Regions from separate parts of the Bicyclus anynana genome. Here region 1 is linked to region 2. Evidence: chromatin contacts called from public Hi-C data. All regions are on one chromosome and are shown on one strand. The core of a region is the stretch at or near the end of the contact, and the rest is flanking DNA. Distances in the headings are between cores, read along the strand shown. Region 1 overlaps LOC112045111. Region 2 overlaps LOC112045111.

Evidence for each region. A called contact is a pair of places that touch in the nucleus more often than the background predicts.
Region 1: a contact with region 2 is called in a Hi-C map of whole body, with 2.5 times the contacts expected there. The contact joins two enhancer-like sites. A contact is called at or near these places in 2 of 2 Hi-C or Micro-C datasets (whole body and whole larva).

What each region holds. Positions count from the first base shown.
Region 1 is chr9:8,636,625-8,643,219 of ilBicAnyn1.1, forward strand. LOC112045111 reads left to right here. Exons shown (of 12, transcript XM_024081192.2): 4 at 212-295; 5 at 2,048-2,194. Among protein-coding and RNA genes, the nearest start is that of LOC128198373, 31 kb to the right of the region's middle. Within about 2 kb of position 2,732, at least 8 of the 8 cell types and tissues checked have open chromatin away from gene starts, as enhancers often do.
Region 2 is chr9:8,596,914-8,603,595 of ilBicAnyn1.1, forward strand. It overlaps LOC112045111, which reads left to right. Exons shown (of 12, transcript XM_024081192.2): 2 at 1-839; 3 at 1,491-1,627. Among protein-coding and RNA genes, the nearest start is that of LOC112045111, 26 kb to the left of the region's middle. Within about 2 kb of position 4,543, at least 8 of the 8 cell types and tissues checked have open chromatin away from gene starts, as enhancers often do.

The sequences.
Region 1 (6,595 bases), core at 1,482-3,981, 38 kb after region 2:
ATTTGCTCACTGGAACGGGATATACGTGGTTGATACCGCGGAGAGTCAGCCTGTACCTATCCACTAAAGTTACATAAAGCTAGTGAATAGACCGTCTGATGCTATTATACTTACGCCACTGAAAAATTAACTATATTTTCTTAATATTATCCGAACTGAAAGTGTAATGTCTGAGTCATCATTATTCACGGTTATAATATTTCTGTTCCAGGAAATGGGAAGAAGCGGGAGAGCGCCCCGACGCCCACCACCCCCAGCCGCCCGCCCCCGGCGCCGCAACCCCCGCCCGCGACCGGTGAGTCATACCCCGTTTATTATAAGGGTTGCTGTACTTGTAATAGATACCTAACTATATGTTTTTTACGGTTAGGCTCCGAAACTACTGAATTGATTATAAAAACTCTTTCACCAAAGGAAAGTCGCATTATAATTCACTAGCTGACGCCACACGGTTCCACCTGCGTGGTTCCTGTTCCCGTATAGCCTTCCTCGATACATGGGATTAGCGCGTTCAATCTTTCGGTGTTAGATAGCCCATTTATCGAGGAAGGAATTTCCCCATTGCCTAAAACGGGGTTCAGTCACTTGTTCAATTAAATACAATATTATTCGTTATTCACTGCAGGTGTTAATAATAAATAGGGTAAATGACATGGTAGGTAAATGAAACTTCACAACTATTTTTATATACGAGTACCTAATAAATTAAGGGCCCCACTCGAATGGGGAAGTTTTACATTTGAATCGACCTATCATTAGGTACTTATTACAACGCAAAACACCTTTTATTATTCAAGTCACGTTGTGCAATTTAGCTGTTCGTATTAAACCGTGTAAGTACGTATTACGTATCTACTACAAACAATAGCTCGTGCAGAGGTTGTCCTTTCAAAGTGTGTCAACAAACTAGTTCGATTAGTTTCATTGGTGAAATGCAAATGTAAGAACTTAAGAGTGTGCATAGTAATGTGGGAACTACCTATCTACTTGCAGCGACATATACTGTATACCACAGTCCACAGAACATTAAGCACTTAAGCTGCGCTTAAGATATAGACTGCATTTACGTTTCATAATAAAACGGCGCACAAAATGCTGAGCGGGGACAAAATATTTGACATGTTTTCATTTATTAAAAAGCCGAGCGTATGACAGTGATCATCAGCAGGGTTATTATGTATCTCGGTGTACCATTCAAATAATGAGTTACTACAACGTTTTCAACATATTTTCGATTATGCAATCATCTAACATCGTATTTTGAATGAAATCAAATAAGTATCTTCATTTTACGTAAAGTGGCAGTAATATAGGAAGTGGTAAGATTATTTCAACAAAAAACCCTTATTTACGTAATTTCGTTGAAATAATCATGTTAGATGACTGTAAAACAAAAAAAAATCATTACCATTTGATGTAAAATGACGTAGTCAAGGTCAATTTCTTTGAAATAACTATGGTTCACAATCACAATTCCGAAAATACGATGAGAAACGATGTAGTGACTTATTACTTGAATGGTACACCGAGTTACATAATAACCCTGCTAGTCCATAGACAGTAGACTCTGCCGTAGACGTACAATGTAGGTATTTCGTTGCCTAGGTAGTCCGTGGTCGATGCCTACTTGTAAGTTGTAAGTAACATTAAACGAGAATTCAGAGTTTTAACTTGGCAAGAGTTAGAGTAGATACAACAAAAAATTATACCTAATAAAAAATTCAACCGTCTTCCAACACAATAAAATAACCTACACACTAAACTAAAAAGCGATAAATAACATCGTATCTATGTGTTACCTTCTGATCAGTTTGAATGCGGTGGCAATTCAGTGTCGTGTTTTATTTAAAGCCGTTTAAATTACAAAATTGCTGTGGTTCTTTCAGAAACGGCTTTAATTAAAACATGGCACTGGATTGGCACCGCCTTAACCTAAATATATGTCAGTAAATTAATTTATTTGTGCAAGCACTTAAATAAGTATTATTAAATAGTTAAAAGAAGGAAAATTTTAATCAAGTAACTAACGATTATATGAAATTTTCAGTCAAGAAAAATGGCGTGGTCCAAAAGCTGTCATCGTCACCAGTGGCAGTGCGTGCGCGCAACTCGCTCGCCCCGCCACCTTCTCCTAGAAAACCACCTCCTCTCAGAGTGCCAGCACAGAGACCCAACACCCTTGCTACCACTAAAGGTCAGTTGATAAAGTCCAGTAACACCTATCGCCAAGACATGCGACCAAGCGACGAATATCCTGAAGAGCAATAGACAAAAGTCAACCGAACGAAGATGGGACTGGTACTACCACAGAATATAGAAAACGCTAAAGCTAAGGGCTTCTATGCCGCCCTTGGTAGACATTTTGTCTATTTCTGTGCACGAGATACTACATCTTTGGTCGCATGTTAGCACCATAGCACTCCTTTCAAACCATAATAAATAAAAGAATTTGTTTACATTTTGTATTATGTAGAAAGTTATTGCAGGGGACATTCAACGTGACATATCTATCCATTATAATGATGATTGTTAGTTCTATTCGGTGCTATTATAGATTTCTCATGTATGTAGATTGTAGCAGTGAATTGAAACAAATAATACATTGTAATCTTTGAATTGAAAATTGATTCATTGCGACTGTGAAAAAAAATTGTACTAGTAATGCCATCTAGCGGTATAAGTAAACAGTACAATGCTGCCTCATAGCGTTTCCGGCGTAGTTAAACCAACGGTCGTTAGATGGCGCTGAATGGATTAAGTTCAGTGCGGAACTGTGGAGTGGACAGTGGACTACAATTTATAAGTTGATAGTTTTCGTTTTAACAAGATGTAGTTTTTTTTTTGTTTATAATATAATATTATTTATAATCTGTTCAGTAGCTATTAATTAAGATTCCTATAACATTGGCAACTGAGTTGCAACAAATAACACTACATTGTAGCTAATTTGATAGTTAATAGAAATTGAGCGGATGCATCGCTCTTTCCTACGTGACTGCAATACGCATTGCGGTCTGCAGTAAATATAGGCAATGTTTAAAAAAAAATTGGTGTAAGTTTAAACTAAAAGAAATAATATTATGTGCATTAAATGAGTATATTGTAGATTTAAATATACTACATTTTGAAAAGTTCTAAGGTACTACTCATCTATAACGCGTTATACTCATCTATAACGCTTTTTTCAAGCATCAATGAATGTTTGTCCACTACTTTGTTTTATTAATATCATCATTAACAAACCATATTCGGCTCACTATTGAGCACGAGTCTCCTCTCAGAATGGATTAGGCATTAGTCAAGCACACTGGTCCAATGCGGATTGGCAAACTTCACACTCGTAGAGAATTAAGAAAATTCTCAGTTATGCAGGTTTCCTCACGATGTGTTTCCTTCACCGTTTGAGACACGTGATATTTAAATTCTTAAAATGCATATAACTGAAAAGTTGGAGGTCTCATAGTATACAAACACAATATTATACTGTTCTTGCTTGTTTGGAGCTTCATTAGTAGGCATCAAACGAAGCGGAAGTTAATGGGTATTTTACCTTCTGATTTGAAACCTCATGCTTCGTTTATCCTTTACAAAGTACTCGCGTTACCGGTCACGCCCTACTTCCTTTAACATAGATTTCCACTTGAAATCGATCTTGTCATGTTTGCTTTACAAGTAAAATATAATACTTATAAAAATAATTATAAGCACTAACCGGTTGTTGGAATGACTGTCAAGGTTTGTTATAAGGTATCTAGGATCCATTAATTTGTTATTATTACCTGTTGACCTTTTCAAATAATCACACTTTACGTCACATCACATCACACTAATATTATAAAGGCGAAAGTTTGTGTGTGTGTGTGTGTAAGTATGTTTGTTCCTCCTATACACTGTGGCTGCTAAACCAATTTGCACACATGCAATAATAAATCTGTTGTAGCCACTAATATTCAGTTAAAAATAAAGATTCAAAATGTCAATTTAGTTGGGCAGGTTAGGTACCTACCTATTTCAGGAATAGCTAAGTTGGAGAGAAAAAGGGAACCAATCTATAAAACATACTCTCGTAACTAAAGTTCTACCTGCTTCTTACGACAGTTACGGATTTAGACCAACTGCAGTTTTAAAATAAAGTATGTAGGTTCTTAAAAATATAGAACTTTATTTTTCGCGAATAAAAATATAAGCATTTTCCATACATTTTTACCAGCAACTTTGTGACTACAAAGAGTAGATACAAGTTTTATACCAATTTACAAACCTCGATAAATGTATAAATTATTAAAATTTATTCATGTTTTTTACAGGATGTTTTTTTAAATCCGGTCATCTTAATGACAGGAAAACAACTATTGCATTGAAAGCTTCTTACCAAACAAATAAAACATTATTATTTAACGAAAATCAGATCTTTAAAACCTTATTTACATCAGATACGCTGCAAAAACTGATTTTGAAAAATCCGAAAATAAATATAACTTGGTCAAAAGGGATTTCTCAAAACTATTAATTTTTTTTCAAGATAATTAGGTGGTTTATCTACGTTTGCGTTTTATCCATTATACAGAACAACCTGTATATTAAGATAAATAGATAAATAAAAACATAAAAGTTAAACCTTAGTTAATAACAACCACACAACCGCACTTGACTACTGCTGATTTTTTTGCCTTGCAAAACCCCTTCGTCACTATATTGGGGGTGAGCGGCATCCAACGAAAGTTCCTTGAACTGCATGAAGAAAGTGTGCAACAGACGAAGGGGCGACACGACACTGTAGCTCGCGCATCCGAACAGCCAACACAAAAAACACCGCCTCTGCCTTCGTACTCGTACTCCGTTTACAGTGACAGTGTTAAAAAACCCAGCGTTATCAAACTCTTCAAATGCGTGCGGTTATTCAACTCCAACCGAACTAATCCAACTGTGACTATGCCCGTTAGTTTGCCGTGAGTAAAACCGTGCTAAAAAATCGCCTTGCAAGTTCTCTCACGATGAGCAAACTGCACAAAATCGTTTCGTTCTTTCAACCGGATTCTAAGAGCGGACGGAAAAATCTGCTCGGTCAGCAGAAAGTATTCTCCAGTGAGATCAATATACGTACAGAGATTGAAGATTTGAAAAACCAATGGGGCACTCTGATCGGATATCGGGCCAAAGAAACAGGTAACTTACCATGAAATACTTTTTTAATATTATTTACTATTTTTTTTCAATGTCTTTTTAACCATCGAATATAGTGGAGATCGAATCCCATAAACCTCTTTTTGGGTTGGGTTCGATGTTTGGGTCAGATCTTTAACTGTCGAGCATTAACTTTTTTTAAAGAATTGCGCTTTTCACTTTTACTTTTAGCGTTTGTAGGTGTTTGTGTGTGTTGGTGTGTTTAGGTTTAGGTTAAGGTGTGTTTGTAGGAATTAGACTCCAAAAAGGCATGCCACGCACTTTTGCTATAGGAATTAGAAACGTGATTTTGTGGCAGAAAAGGAGAAAAAGTAGTGGAAATAGATGGTGGAGTTCTGGCATATACTCTCCAAACTACCTTTCTCCAGTAAAAAAATCAATCCGACTCCAAAAACACAAAAATTTACCTACTTAATTAAAAAGTAAATAATAACATCACAACTAATAAAGTCATTTGAAAAAACTGAGTGGCGTCTATTCCTAATTATTCTAATTACGGAACAAGCAAAGATTTACAACCAGCTTAGCAGTTAAGTTACGATGTAATCACACTGGTAGATGGTTGGTGGAGGGACTGACGTAATTTGTCTTGAAATTTTAGAAGTTAGCTGTAATTATGAAATTTTTGATATTTCGAAACTAGATAAAGTTAACAAATATGATGTTAACCAAAATGCAAAGTATAGGTTTAAGTATTGGCTAATTTTTGATACATATCCATCTATATTATATACATGATTACTTGTAACGTTTCTTTGATGGCGACCATTTAACGGTAACTGCATATTTTTTATACTTTCTGATTTTTTACAGTAATTTACAGTAACAACGGTGGTTCAGGCTTTATCATATTCTTTATCATTTGTGAATTGACATCTGAGGACATATTAATATAAACTGTCTTTATATTGCATCTATAAGTATATCTTTTTGGATTTGGTTGATCTTTTGGTAGGTAAAGTTTAATTTTAGAATATCTGTTATTTTTCTGTGTATTTTAACTTCTATGATAAAAGAATACGTTAGAGAAAAAAAAAAGTTATTCCATTCTTAAATATCAAAGGATCGTTATAACCCATATACCCATATACCCATATTCCAGAGGGTGTGGGTTCGAATCCGGTCCGGGGCATGCACCTCCAACTTTTCAGTTATGTGCATTTTAAGAAATTAAATATCACGTGTCTCTAACGGTGAAGGAGAACATCGTGAGGAAACCTGCACACCAGAAAATTTCTTAATTCTCTGCGTGTGTGAAGTCTGCCAATCCGCATTGGGCCAGCGTGGTGGACTATTGGCCTAAACCCTCTCATTCTGAGAGGAGACTCGAGCTCAGCAGTGAGCCGTATATGGGTTGATCAAAGGATACCTACTATATTTGTTAAGACATGAATGCAAATGCTTATAATAT
Region 2 (6,682 bases), core at 3,293-5,792:
AGAGAAGATGCCATTGAAATGGATTGGCAGAATGTGCCGGTAACCAGAAGAATTGACCCTATGACCGATTCTGACTTCTTCACAGAAAGTGATGCGGATGGCTTAGATGAACATATGCAAAGAGGCGACAGAAAAGCACAAGTAATTGATGGTGCCCTTTATGGTGGTAAAAACGGGAATGGAAACGCTCCTCTAATTGTAAATAGAAGCGAAGATTCTTGCATGGAGTCCAGTGGAGTATATACAGATTTTGAAAACCACCGCTCATCGCCTGTTTTCTTAAACGTTATAAACGATATGTCTCCAACTTCTACGACATCTACACATTCAGAATGCAGTCAGAAAAGTTCTGGCAAAATCAATCTCTGTTTCACTCCTTTGGAAGACACCCAAGAGGAACAAAACTCTGATATATCGTCGCATGTCATTGACGAAGATGAGACTCCGAAGAACACAAGTAAAAGAAATTCTCTAAATAGTGTAAAAGATGCAAGATGTGTAGATAAAAATAAGGAAGAGAAACGAAGCTTTACGTTGAAAAAATATAAAATGCCTAAACGTGATGTACCTAGCAAGCTCAAGACCATGTTGGCAAACAGAAAGACTGATGCAGATAATAGCGTACAAAGTAGTCCTAAAATTGTGAAGAAAACAGAAAGGCGGGACAACTTTTTGAAAAAGAACTCTTTGGATATAAAAATTGATTATAAAACAAAATCATTTAAAGATATTAAATCAAAAGTGGATTGCTCGTTCACGTTGCAGCGTTCGCAGACATCGTGTAGCGTAACAAGAATGCTGAGCTCAAAGTCAACGAATACTAACATGAAACCAAAAAGGTAAAAACCAATAACTATACTACTTTTGTACTATCTTGAATAATTTAACATAGGGTGGCACTTTGCTGGACGTGCTTTTTGCATGCTCTTCGAAGTGTTGAGCTATGTTTAAAGGTCATGGTTTGCCAATAGGGATGATGACAGTTTTTTTTAAATTGTATTATAAGTTAAGCGTATGCTAATAGTAAAGCAATTTTGTAGAAGTGTATCTGCGGTCATTATTTTCGGAGGAACAAGAATTTTAAGTGACAATGTTGCGGCGCTGCCATGGATAGCTATGAAACGCATAAATGGCACGAAAGAATGACGACATTGCTGAGCGAAATCGTTAATTTTGTATGGACGTTCAAACGAAATTACAAATATCTTTGTCATTTGAGCGTTTATGTTTATACTTTATATCATTAAAATGGTCACATTTATAAATCTTATTTAATTTATAAATATATAGACAAACTTAGGTTTGTACGTATTATATAGTTAACATTAACCTTAATTACCCGATTGTCTCATTTAAATCAATATATTGAAACCTTGTCATCATCCCTATTACCAGGACTTCGTGATTTTTCCGTCAATTAATTATTATAATTAAAGATAAGCCATTTTTTATTTCAATATGTATGTCATAAATGAGCCTTATATTTGCAGTCGCCATATGCGCATGCGGATGGACCTGGGCTCTGCCAACGGCAGTGGCAAAAGCAGTTTGCACAGTTCTCAAAGTGACATCAGCGCTTCCAGCACTCCTCTTGGGAAACATACATCCAGTCGCTTCCCTTTACTCAGTGAGTTTTAGTTTTAATGTTATATTTTTGTCTATGAACGAGATAGGGTCTACGTCTGGCTGGACTACTATTTCACTTGATGTTACTTGAAGTTGTAGTCTTGGGTATATCACGCAGAGGCATAGCTACCGCCGTATCAGCCGTATCAATGTTACGGGGCCTACAGGGGCCAAAAATATTTGTAAAATGTAATAAGTACAGAGAGATTGTGAGTTTGAGATTGGGTGAGAACTTAATCTGGTTCTTTTTGGAAACAAAATATATACCTAATATAAAACTGCCTATAGACTTTCACTTCAGAAATGACAAAAGTAAAAAATATAAGTTTTTCCGGGTAAAGGGTGCGCCCAAAAGTTGGAAACATCCTGCATATGTTAAATCACTGTTTTATTTATCCTGAACCAAAGCCACCAAGCCCAAGCTATCTCAATTATATATTTTAATTATTTACGTTGGTATGAGCAAAAAGCTTTAGTTTCTCTTAACATAGGTATAATTACCTAGTCCATAATAACTATATGCATAAGGAAATATAGTATTAAATTACATAGGTAGGACGGAAGGTACTACGTGGATATAGGTTTCGTAGAATAATTACAGGTATTAGAATGACTTTACGTTTGAGCTTTTATGTTTACAGCAGTTAGAATGTGAAACTATATTAAGTAACAACATTCGACCTTAATAATATAATAATATTTTTTATTAAAAGGGAAAAAAAACTCAATACAAAATAGGTATGCTTAGTTTAAACTTAGGTCTATAGCAGTTAAACAACTCGTAATATGCACGAAGTCAAATCTTAAGCCTATAAAACTACGTCTAACTGGAATGGTTAATAAACCCAATTCCACATGTCAAACAGGTCACAAGGATCATAAATCATTTTCTGTTCATGTCTTGGTAAATAGATATTAATAAATAAATAAAATAATAGATAAATTGGATTGTGCATATCTTCTTTAGCTACTTTAGCTGTGTTTTTAAATCGTCTTAATTTAAGTATTTTTATTTAACAAAAAAAAACTTAACAAATGAATGTATATGTATATTAGATTTAATCATTATAATCGTATCGTATATTTATTTTAATTGAGTTTGCATGCTTCAGAAAATTTGTCTAACGCCTATTAAAATCCGATAGCAATTGCTCTAGGGACAAACATCGTTACCTGGTAGTTTTAAGTTCTCATTCTACATCACTATTACGCGTATAGTTCTTCATTATTTTTCAATAACTCATTGTTGGTGGCATATCTCTTACATAATATTATTTAAATCGAGTTGGCAAGTTTCATAATATTCGCTGACTCTAACGCCTGGTAAAAAGATAATAGCAAATACTCTAAGGATAAATCTTGCTAGTTGTATTTGTATTAGATTCGAATACATAACCAGTGTGGTTCTTCATCATTTTGAAATATTTAATTATTTGTTGATGGCATATAAATATCTATATATTTTACATATTATTTAAATTGATTTGGCAATCATTAAAATATTCTGTCTCTGTAACGCCTTGTAAAAGACAATAGTAAAGCTGTGAAGATAAACTTTGCTATCTATATTATCAATTTCAACTAGGTACGTAACCACTATGATTCCTATTTCGTTTAATTAAGTTTATTTGTGTTTTTTTAATGAAAGGTATTATGAAATTGAATTCTTAAGCCCCGCTTTAGAAATTTTGGCTACATCCATAATATAGAATAAGGACCAATAAATAATTTAAGGCATTTATCGTTACCTACATAAAAATACTACATAAAAATACATAATGTGGTTCTCGTTCCCGCGGGAATACGTGGCTTTCTACTAATAAAAGAATTTTCAAAATCGGTTCAGTTATAATTTCTTTATAATATTAGTATAGATAACTGTACGATTTAGCCCCAGATTTTTTAATTAATTAATTATAGTAGATTAGGCTACTAGAATGAAGTAGGAATGTCTCTGATAATTTTTTGCATTTCAACTAATCATTAAAACGAAAATCTAATATAATTACTAACTAATTTATAAAAACAGACAAAATTCAATCCAATATGTAATAATACAAAAATAATATGGTATTCTGTTTTATTTTTTAAACTGGCACAAAAGAAATTAACCCCTACTTAACACCATACGAGGTGAAAATTTTAAACTATTTAAAATATTTATTCGACCATCAATAACCTATACCGTTTGTCAAAAATATAACTTGTACTCGGCTGATTTATATTTTTAGGCAAATTTTTAACCCCTAAAGAGTTGAGAGGCCCCTAATGGCGGAAAATCAAAAATTTATATTTATCTCAGAATTTTAAGAGTAAGCAACATGAAAAATTAAGTCCGCGGGAATAAAAACAAAATTATAATGTATGTACTCGTATCAGCTATCTGCTTGTATCTGATAGTATAAATATCCCGTCAAAATCAGTTCAACTATTAAGAGATTAGACAGAACAAACCGACAGACAAAAATTAATAAACTAGAATTCTGGGAGAGTCTAAAAGCTATTCCAAAAATTGTCAGTCTACGCGTCTGAAATGAAAACTTCTAGGTATTACAATAATTAATTATGATGTATCTGAGCGTTATGGTGTGTTGTTTTTCCTCATTCTAGGTTTTAAGGAAAACTGCGACAGGCACTTTCGCCTATCAAATAAGTTTTCCTTAAAACCTATATTTACGCGGACAGAGTCGCGACGAATACAGTAAAACACTTTGCGTAGGTATAAAGTACTACAGAAGTGTATTCAAATGCAGTTGCATTGCAAAATTGATCTGTCGATGCACACTGTTGTTTTCCTAATCAGCTGCGTGTATAAATCAATGCAAAAGGTCGTCGGAGTGACACGAGGAGGACCGCATGGCAACTGGCATTTCCTCCTGTCGGCTGTTGTTACTGTAGTCGAACTAGTCGAGTAGTCGAGTCGGAACGTTAACGTTGCCAGTCGCCGGTGAGACGCGAGCCGGCGCGCGCCGTATGCGCTAGACTGTCGCGCGTGACGTCACAACACGAAAAATCAATGGTTCCCCTCCGTCCCTAAGGTTAACCGCATACCGCATTTTTATCAAAGGAAAATGTGACCTATGCCAGTGAAGTGCTAAAAACTACAGTTCAATACATGACGAGATACGAACGCTGCACGAATGTGAACGGTTTACTTTCATGTATCTACGTACCTACCTGTTTTTGTGTGGTGTCATAATTTTAGTTTTTATTTTTTTTTAAACCGTAAAGTTTTTCTATCCCTCTAATTTACTTTTCTATAATTTTAAATTAAATTAAACTGCATTGCAACTGACGTGACTTAATTTGTCATGTAAGCAAATTATGCTCGCGACGGTTACCTTTTAATGAATTCCAGCCGTTGTAAAAATAGACAGACATGACCGTTACGTAAAAATTGTCAGCACAGTGGTTAAATTAAATTAGTGACTAACAAGAAGTAAACAGTTAAATGCATATACTACTTACTTATAAAGAGTTAAAGAAACGAGACGAAAGATATTTTGCATCGAAAATCCTTCATTACTATTAAAACAGCTGGATCAACATATTTTGAAATGCGTTCGTTAATTTTCGTATACCTTGTTTAACCAAACCTATTGTATTTATCTGATATCTATACTAATATTACAAACCGAAGAGTTTGTTTGTTGCTTGAATCTCAGAAACTACTGGTCCGATTTGAAAAATTCTTTCAGTGTTAGATAGCCCATTTGTCGAGGAAGGCTATAGGCTATATAATATCCCCGTATTTTTATGTGAACGAGAACCAAGCGGGTGAAACCGCGCGGCGTCAGCTAGTCTATTATAATCAGTTGCCAAGTTAGTCCTTACGACTTTATTTATTTTTGTTGTTTATTTTGAGTAGGAATTATCTATATATGTATAACTCCCTATAACTTGTGGCTGATCTTATAAAATCTCTTGTATTTATCTTACCACAAATCGAATCGGCATAAGAAATCGAATGAGAGGAATCAATGACTTTTTCAAACAAATCTATACAAAAGGCGAGTCAACACAATAGAACAATAACCTATAAGAAAGTTATATTACTCAACTACTGGCAAACTTGAATAACACGTTAAAAATATACATTTTACATTTGATTAGATCTAAACATATCAAAACAATTCTTGTTTTTGATAGCTTACCTACCAAAGCCCTTTGATGCCAACCAAATCCACCTTATCACCATCTTATTAAAATTAGATTTAGCAATTACTTTAACATAATCATTAGAATAATGAGCGTCAACTCGCCAACAAACTGCCTTTACAGTTTGGCGAGAGTATAGATTTGTTCAATAATTGTTAAGTGTTACCAATAAAATAAAAAAAAAAATAAAAGTCCAAGAACTGATTTGATATGTTTATACCATACCAATAACTTGATTATCAACGAACGGTTACGTCGGAATCAAACTGTAATCAAAGTTCTATGCCTACCTTTCACTACATGACTGACCATGTAGTTCAACACGCAAAAAGTAATTGTGAGATCTAGAGAGAGGTTATAGAACATTGTATTTGTAGGCAGTTTGTAGGCCTTCAATATTTAATAGCGTGACATTAAATTTAACAGAACAACACTTTATTAATAACTCTCTGAGAGTTGACCAATTCTTACCAAAAATTCAACACTTAGAGATAAGTAAAGTTGAGGTAGATAGTAGATGTAATTTAGTTGATCTGCTCTTAAAGGAGTGTAACAGTAGATTATCAATTTGTCTGTGTCATACCAACTCTTATCTAAGTGTAATTGAGATAAAAGATCAACGTCTGACAACACCATTTTGTCGAAAACACACATGCCTGTCATCATTTACTTAGCATTCATTTTGTAATATTCGAAAATGGTAGTAAAGTTAAAAGTTCAGTTACTAAACAAAACTAAACGAAAGACTTAGAAAGCTGCACGATGAAATTGATTGTTTCATATTTACAATTCAAAAGAGCGAAGTCAATAAATAATGCGGCAACAAAGCGATGCAGATTTGAATAACGTAATTCCTTCCCGACTTTGCATTTATATTGGGAACTTCTTTAATGCATGT